Regions from separate parts of the Mus musculus genome. Here all the other regions are linked to region 3. The links are chromatin contacts, called in public promoter capture Hi-C maps. All regions are on one chromosome and are shown on one strand. The core of a region is the stretch at or near the end of the contact, and the rest is flanking DNA. Distances in the headings are between cores, read along the strand shown.

What was found. Promoter capture Hi-C pulls out the DNA fragments that hold promoters and counts their contacts. Capture Hi-C pulls out chosen DNA fragments and counts their contacts.
Region 1: a contact with region 3 is called in a promoter capture Hi-C map of pre-B cells, with 3 times the contacts expected there. The contact joins the promoter of Gins3 here to the promoter of Nup93 in region 3. A contact is called at or near these places in 2 of 39 promoter capture datasets (liver and pre-B cells).
Region 2: a promoter capture Hi-C map of liver shows a contact between it and region 3, with 4 times the contacts expected there. The contact joins the promoter of Csnk2a2 here to the promoter of Nup93 in region 3. A contact is called at or near these places in 2 of 39 promoter capture datasets (hematopoietic stem and progenitor cells and pre-B cells), 1 of 484 Hi-C or Micro-C datasets (B cells) and 1 of 9 other capture datasets (liver).

The regions. Positions count from the first base shown.
Region 1 is chr8:95,632,234-95,634,975 of GRCm38.p6, forward strand. Gins3 (GINS complex subunit 3 (Psf3 homolog)) reads left to right here and starts at 1,326. Exons shown (of 3, transcript NM_030198.3): 1 at 1,326-1,550. The coding sequence starts at 1,365.
Region 2 is chr8:95,487,294-95,490,326 of GRCm38.p6, forward strand. Csnk2a2 (casein kinase 2, alpha prime polypeptide) reads right to left here and starts at 1,527. Exons shown (of 12, transcript NM_009974.3): 1 at 1,051-1,527; 2 at 272-383. The coding sequence starts at 1,154.
Region 3 is chr8:94,212,906-94,215,892 of GRCm38.p6, forward strand. Nup93 (nucleoporin 93) reads left to right here and starts at 1,659. Exons shown (of 22, transcript NM_001357266.1): 1 at 1,659-1,726.

The sequences.
Region 1 (2,742 bases), core at 76-2,575, 1.4 Mb after region 3:
GCTTCTGACCCGCTCTTGTCAACAAGCACATTAGTCATAATTGTTTTAGAGATAAGGCCTTGCCCTATAACCTGGTCTTGTTTCGACCCTGAGATCCTGTTGCCTTGGCTTCCCCAGTCCAGGGATTCTAGGCATGTGCCAGCATGCTTGACATTATTGCAACTTTTTAAAGTAGCTGTCTGGAATAAAATGTCTTAAACTGACTAGAGCAATGGTTGTTAAAAGAAGAGGAATAAAAAGTAAAGAAAGTGGTGTAAATACTTCAAGCATTCATGTGATACAAGTGTTTTTGGCAAGAAAAAGCAAGTGACTATTGCTTAGCATATGTAAAGTTCTAGTCCATATTTAGAAGGCTATTGCTTAAATGTAGTGAATTATGTAAATACATTAACAAATTATTTCATTCAAAACTAAAAAGGAATACAAAAGATGAAAGGCATGCTCGCCCCCTTTCCTGTGTTGCTCACAAACCACTACCTCAGGAATGCCCTCCTACAGTAGGTAAATTCGGTAGCAAATCTCGCAACAATCTGCCTCAACCTGTATTCATGTATGTACCGCCAAATCTAGGACCAAGCAACCAAGCAACCGTGGTCTTTCCTTTGTTCTCAGGTACTCTACCTGTGATCGCATTTGATATAGGAGCTCCCGCTTGCAGAGTGGCTGTGAAAAGACTAGGAAACTGGTCTAGTTTCCTCTTTCAGGAACCCAAACTGATCACCACACGAGGACTTTGCCAGTTGACAGTAGAGCAAGGCCCTGAACTTCAGATCTTCCAGCCATATATAAATCTACCACTCCATCTAGACTCCCACCCCACCTGAACCTACACCCGGCCAAAATACTACAAATAATTTGTAACTTAGCACACAGTTAAACATTTGGACTAGTGCTTGCGTTTTAGTTTCTTCTGTTGTTTTCAAAGACAATAATTAACCTACCAGTGAAAATGCAATAAAAGCGGGATTAATGAGGGCTGGAATACATAGTGTAAAATGATATTACTTGAATCCCCAAAGATGTTTTTAAATTCTATGTGTGTATTTAAAGGCTGCATGAACACAGTTCCGTTAGTACAGACACATGCTGTCCCTTCAATGATGTTCAAGCTTCATATACCTTCCCCAGCCTAGTCTACAAGCTGCAGGAGGACTTCCGGCCGACTCATCCAGGGCTTCCGCATTGGGCGGGGACACTGGACCCAATCTGTGACCTTATTGATTGCTTTTGCCTGAGCGGCCGCAGGCTCGCCGAAATCGACTGCTCGGGTCTGGCGAGTGCGGCGCGGGAAAGCGAGTTTGAAGCCGGCCCTAGTTCGCTGAGGTGGCGCGCCCTCCTCATCCCTGACTGTGCTGCGAGCTGCCATGTCCGAGGCGTATTTCCCAGTGGAGTCGGGCGCTCTGGGGCCGGAGGAGAACTTCCTGTCTTTGGACGACATCCTGATGTCGCAGGAGAAGCTGCCGGTGCGGGTCGAGACGCCCATGCCGCGCCTGGGAGCCTTCTTCCTGGAGCGGGGCGCGGGCTCCGAGCCGGACCATCCGCTCCCTCAGGTGAGGCGAGCCCGGCCGGGGCAGAGGTTTCCAAGATCTGGAGGCGGTGGGAGTCCTCGGGGGTCCCGGGAAGCTGCACAGCACTCGGAGGACTCTCCCGCCACCGATCTTAGTCTTCAAACTTTCCAAAGTCATTGGCTTTGGCTCCAGCCCATCATCTCAGGGTCTCTTGGTTCTATTCATGGTTTCCATAAAACTTATTTGAAGTTTCGAAGTCTGGGAACTGCAGATTGTCATGCGCACTCGGCACAATTATGACAGTGTCTGCAGCCTGTTTCCGAGGACCGACTGTCCATCAGGGGATGGGAGTCTGTGATGGGGGGATAAATTGTCATCTTCTCGCTTAGGCAATTCTACAAAGAGTGAGTACCTCAGCCAGGGTTCCACAGTAAGTCCGTGCTGGCTTAACCAAGGCAGTCCTCGGTAAAAGGTTGCTCATAACAATTTTCAGTGTCGCACTGAAAAATGGCAACTGCAGCTTCCCGTATTAAGCCTTTTGCCCTCCCATAAACCTAACAAAAGCTGGGTTAACAAAGCCAGGGTCCTCCAGTAAATGGTGAACTGGGATTCGAACCTTGGACTCTATGGCTTCAAGTACGAGTTTGTCCCAAGAGCGTAACTTGCAATGGTTACTTTCATTTCCCGTTAGGTCCTTTAAGTTTTGTTTGGAAGGGTATCAATTTTGTCTCTGTCTATTTCTAGGTACTTTTTCTCAAAGTAAAACACCACATTTTTACTTTTTCAACAACAGAAAGGCTCATTTTTGCTCCCTGGGCTGCTTCTCAACCTCACAGTCCTTTGTAAGTCGACTCTTCAGAGTCGACCGCCATGTTTTTGAAGAATATTCCAGGACTGGGGGTGAATCCTGGAGCGTTTCACATGCCAGGCAAGCATGCTACCACAGAGTTCTACCCCAAATGTCAACTTATTGGCTCCCCATTGTCATAGAGAAAGATTTAGGAGTCTTTTGTTTTTGTTTTTTTAATGTTTTTGAGACAGAGTTTCTCTGTGTAGCCTTGGCTGACATAAACTGGCTCTGTATACCAAGCTGGCCTCAGACTCAGCAATCCTTTTGCCTCTGCCTCCCTGATGCTGGGATTAAAGGTGTGTGTCACCACTGTATGGCTAGGATTTAGTTGAGCTCTTACACTCTACTGAACAAGATATCCTGCCGAGTTTGGGTCTTTTTTTC
Region 2 (3,033 bases), core at 277-2,776, 1.3 Mb after region 3:
ATTCTCCATGCAAACTCCTTCCTCTCTTGCGAATACCTCTTTATTCCATATCAGATACAGTCCCCCCTCACAAGCTTTGTTTGAGAAGTTCAGAATTCACACTTTAAATGTTCCTGACCTACCAAACTCAGAATTAAGACCAGCCCGCACATTTTCTCAAAAGTTCACAAGGAAAAGCATGGTAGGAGTCCTGTAGGAGATGCTTATTCTGGGATAGCTGGTTCTTTTGCCCTGTGGGGGGAAAGGTTACATGCCACCGTTGGCCACTCACCTTGAGAATTTTTACAACCACCCTCTCATTGTTGGTGATGTTAATGGCCTCAAATACTTCACTATACTTGCCCCGACCAAGTTTTCGAACCAGTTGGTAATCATCTTGATTACTGTGAAAGGCAAGAGATATACATAAATGCCAGGATTTGGGATTAAGCAAGCCTCTGTCCACCACACATCCATCCGCCATCTCCAACTAATCAAGCATTCGGAAGTATTCCTACCATCACACAGCAACTCATTCTCTTAAATGAGAGCCACACAGAAGCTTGGCTCCCTTCACTCTGCAGAGCTCCTAACCTAACTGACTCTTAACAAGAAGAGGAATGGGCAGCTACAAGGCCTCAGGAGCCATTAAGGGGACTAAGGGAAGCATCCCCCCTGGTGGTACTGGGGTGCCCTGCCCGTGGCTCCACGGCACCTGCCTCCCATTTCACACCTTCCAGGGGGCACTGCCCGCTCTAGACAATCTGCCCCTCTTCAAAATGACCCTCCCACCCAGCCTCATTTCAGAAAGTAAAGAGGTAGAGATTTCAACAGCTCAAGAGGACAGCCATGGACTTCCCAACCCATAGGAAGCCCAAAGTCTGAGGAGGAAGGGCCGCCCCCACCCCCGACCCCACGCTTCTCCCCACCGGCGGCTGAGCCGGGGACCGAGGCAGGGCGGACAGGAGAGGCCGGGGACACGTGCGGCCGGGGCCGGGCCTCCCTGCCAGCCCCGAGGCCGAGCGGCCGGCGGGTGCGGTTCGCGCGTGGGGCGGCCGGCGGCGGCTTTACCCCCAGCTCGGGACGTGGGCTTCGTAGTCCCAGTACTCGCGGCTCCTCAGGCTGTTCACCTCGGCGTAGACCCGGGCCCGACTGCCCGCGGCCGGGCCGGGCATGGCGGGCGGGACCGGGGGGCGCCGCGGGGCGCCGAGGGCGGCGGCGGCGCGGCGCGGGGCGCGGGGCGGCAGGCACGGGAAGCGGCGGGCCGCGGGCTGCCCAAGCAAGAGGAGGAGCGCGGCGGCGGCGGCGGGCGTCCGCGCCAGGCCGGGCCCGCGGGGGCGGGCGGACGGACGGACGCTCGGGCCGGGGGGCGCGGAAGGCGCCGGCCGAGCCGGCCCGGGGCCTTCGGCTGCCGGAGGGACGGCGGGGTTCGTGCTCCGCGGAGGCCTCCGCTCGGCTCGCGGCCCCCCAGAGGCGGTGGTGGCGGCAGCGGCAGCCACCGGTCGGGAGAGGGGCAGCGGCAGCGGCGGCGGCGGCGAAGAGGGAGGAGGAGGAGGCGGAGGAAACCCGGAAAAGGGGCCGCACTCGCCAGGAGCGGCCGCCGCCCAGCCCCGGCCCGCCCCGGCCCACAGCGCCCCCTACAGTGCGGGGGGACTATGGCCGGCGCCCGCCCCCTCAGCGAGCTCGCCACCCTCCAAGCAATGTGGCCGGCTGCCTGCCCAACTGCAGGCCACCCCCCAGAAGTCTCTACCTTTGACTGCCGCCGCGCTTAGCATAGTTCCACTGTCCAGTCACCTCGTGTCCACCCACCACGACCTCCCATATTGGCCCTGAGCTGACTTTCTTTGAAACCCAAGAACCCTCCCCTCAAACTGTCCCCCTTCCTCACTCCTCTTCCCACTCTGGACCCCACCCTGCCATCCACAGATCCCTTCCTTCAAGAGGAAAACCAAACTAGTCCTAAAGCTACCCTCGCCTCCCAATTCCCCATCCAGATTCCTCCCTGAGAGCCCACTGAGCCATCCTTTGGGCCACTTGCTTAAACCAGAGCCCACCAGATAGTTTCCCCATAAAGTTAACTGGGTTTTTCCCCCTTTGTATTGAACCTGTAATTTGTGGATCATACTTTGAGAATGTAAATATCCATTTTGTTTGTTTGTTTGTTTGGGAGGAGGGAGAGCTGGGGAGTGAGGACTTCTTGAACAGTCTTCTCTCTCATTGATGTCCTGGGGTCCCCGGCTATCTTGTTTTCCTGTTCATATTCTTTAACAACAAGGATCTCTTCTTCCAGCCCAGGTTGCTCTGACTCTAAACTCCCCCTCTCCCTCCCCCCCACACACTGTTTTCTAGATGAGGCCACGTTTCCTCTTTCTTCACATACCGAACTATCGAGGTTCAAGTCCCGGTTCCATAGTTTGCAAGGAATGCAGATTTGAACCAATGACTCAACGTCTCCGTGCTACAGATTTTGTAGCATCAACCCAGCACCGACTTCACAGAGCTGTACAGAGACTAAGGACTGCTCCATATTAAAACACTACATGTTCCCGCTGTTGTTAAACTCTACACCTTTCCTTCCCTGAGAATAGCGCATGCCCGTCTTTCAGTTTCTTCTTCTCTCTGAGCTTGGCCACGGGGTACCGCTGCCACCCCACAAATGACTGGCTTTCTTTTTCAAATCTCACCTTAGAGGCCACTTTCTCTGAAGTTGATACTTCTCTCAGCGACTCCTCCATGCCCTTCGTAAAACTACAGCTTGGCATGAGTCCTCTCCTGGTTTGCCATCTGTCCCCTCCCTGTGAAAACAATGTGAAGGCATGACTAGGGCTGGGTGATCACCACCAGGTCACTCAGTGTCTGCCGGGCAGGAGGCCTTCAGTCAACACAGTGCTCTTGGCCCACGGTTACCATGCTGGTTACAAAGGGGACCCTGAAGGTCATATTATGCATGGACCAGCTGACTTTCTGTGTGACGCACAGAGAAAGGACACACCACTCATCACATTGCTGTCAAAAAAGCTCAACCTGCATCCAACCAGACACGGCCAAACTGAG
Region 3 (2,987 bases), core at 409-2,908:
TAAAATCTTTTGTGTTGGCAAGAAGTCTCAGTTGGTAAAGTACCTACTGAGCAAGCAAAAGCCCAGTGTGGAGGGTGGCTCCTGTAACCCTAGTGCTCAGGGGAGGAGGGCAGAGACAGGTAGATCCCTGGAGCTCACTGGATAGCTATTTATGCCCATTGGTAAGCGCTGGGTTCAGTGAGAGACCCTGTTTCAAAAAATAAGGCAGAGAGTGACTAGAGGAAGCCACCCAACAGCAACCTTTGACCTCCAAGCACATGTGCACATAGCTGCCCACATACTTCTGCACATACACAAATATATACCACAAACATACACATGCAGGCAGAAAGAAGTTCTGTGCAGCTATAATGCTAATCATTGTGGGCATCTTTGTATGTTAATTGTATTTATGTTTTATAAGCATATAAGGCAAAGCTGACTAGAACACTTTATCAAACAGGCATCTACCAAACTAGAATTATTAATGGTGACAACCTTGCCTAGGCCTGTGTTCACATGGTCCTCATTAGGTCAGGACGGTGACCTTCATTGAAAGATTAGACATGTTCGAGACTGTGCAATCCAAAAAGTGCCTCTTTAACGATTACAGGCTATTACGGGAGCTAAAGCAATGGCTCAGCATACTGCTCTTGCAAAGGACTTTGGGTTTGGTTCCTAGTACCCATGCCGCCTCACAACCACCTGTAATCTTACTCCGGAGATCTGATGACCTCTTTTGGCCTCCTTGAGCACCAGGACACACACACACACACACACACACACACACACACACACACACACACACTCACACACGAGTGCTTACAGTTAGCCCCACACTCTTTTACATTTGTCAAAACCTCCTCCTATCCAGGTCTCTCCTCTCAGCAGCTGCTGAGACCTGCAGCTTGCCTGTCCTGTTATTTTTCTCTCAAACTCCCAACAAAATTGTTTTCATTCAGCGCCTGTTTTCAAATTTCTTTTACCCACTAGACTAAGAACCTCCTGAAGGGTTCTTGTATATCCCAGTGACACACTTTGTTCCCAACGCGGCCACACTGAAGTAATCTCTTTTCTTTGGGTATCACCACTGCTTTTTTCTGTAATTGGCCAACGGGGCAGGTGGCCAGCCTAGCTTGCTTGTTCAGGCTGCCAAAAGACAGCCTTTTCCCTTGAGAAACTCCAAAACATGTTTTTATCTTTCACCTTTCAGTTGGAATGACACCTTTCCTGGCCATCCGACCATTTTTCTTCAATTAGTTTGCTTTTCCGTTCTTAGCTCTCCTAATTACTGCTGCATTTATTCACTATATTTTGTTTCCCTGGCCAAGCTGAGAACTGCTTGAGGTCAGGGATCTTGTCTGCTGTGGAAGTCACCGTGTTCCCTGCACCTAGAACAGGCCCAGGCACTTGACTGAAGCTCTACACCGAGTGGCCGAGCTCTCTGGGTCTGCCCAGCATTGGGAACTGCGGAAATGCTTCCTCTAGGACTGTCAACTCCAACCACGTGGGCGGGAGCAGGGCGGAGCTCCTTGACTTACTTGTAGCGACAGCCCCGCCTCCGGCCCCGCCCCGCCCCCACGCCTGTGTCCTCTTGCGGGTCTCCATAAAGTTCATTTGGCGGCGCAACGCGCAGGGGCTTCTGGGAGCTTACTGCCTCAGCCAATCAGGAGGCGCGGGCGAGCGGCGCGAGAAGCGGCGGCGGCGGCGTAGTGAAGAAGCCGGCAGCGGGCGGCGACGGAGGCAGGTAAGGTGTGTGAGGTGTGGGCGCCCACGCGGCCCCGAGCCGACCCTGGGCCCGAGTTCGGGGCCTGGCCTTGAAGCAGAACACCGAGCCTAGTTCGAAGAGGCTCGTGCTTCCTCTCTTGCTGTAGCTGGGCATGCCGGCCGGCGACTGCTCGCCGAGTGCTGTGACTAGGCTCTTCCGAGCGTGGTCCTCCCCACTGGTGCTCTGTCGCCACGCCCACCCACGGCTGCCAGGCGTCACCCGGCCTGACTGCCCTCTTTGGGGCGTGGGGGCCGTTCTTCTAGAGAATGGCTCTTCCGGGTGAAGGGGCGGCCAGCGAACCCCTGTCAACTTTAATCTCCTTTTACGGAGAATCCGACAGGATGCTAATGATTGCCGCTTCGGTTGTCTCACCTGTTTCTGGGTACCCTGTATCCTGTCTTCTGTAAGGGATGCCCAAGTATATTGGGTCCCTTCTGAAAGAAAATCACAGCATGGGCGGCATGGTGTCGCTTTCAAAGCGAGTTGAAGCCAGCCTGATCTACATTAGACCCTGCCCCACCCCTACCCCCCTAGATGACTTTCAGTACAAGCAAAGGTCAGCGCTTTAGTAATAATAACAGTAATACTAATCATAGAAATAACAACAACAATAGTAATATAAGCTCCCTGTAGTGAGCTGTAAGGCTTTTAAATAACGTGACCCATACTTTCAATGTCTGTTACACCCCACATTCTCTCCCCACCCCCAACACCACCGCAGGACATGCTTTGACTTAAGGGCTTTGTTCTTGTGGTTGGATGTCTGTTTTGTCTGCTCTCTTTCTTGGAGTCTTCACTAGGGCCATTAGAATCTAAGCCTTTCCTCACTCTTCTTGTCTTCACTGCTTTTTTTTTTTCCCCTAAGCATTTAGGTTTTATTTGTCCTATGTATTGTTTGTCCTTCCCCGACCCCTGTAGAACATGAGTGCCTACCTAGTACTTAAGTTTGGTACACAATAAAGTAGGTGCTCAATAAATATCAAATAAATGAATGTTACTGATATTATAGGCTTGTGGTGAATGAGACAGGCTTCTTTCTTGGGAAGACATCACACACATAAGCAATAAACATAAATATTAAAACCATGAGACTTGAACTGTTGGAGCTGTGGTGAACTTGGGTTCTTCTCCCTCCCTCCCTCCCTCCCTCCCTCCCTCCCTCCTCTCTTCCTCTCATTTGTGTGTTCTTGTGTGTCTTTTATGTATGTGGATATTTCTGTGGAGGCCAGAAGAGAGTGTC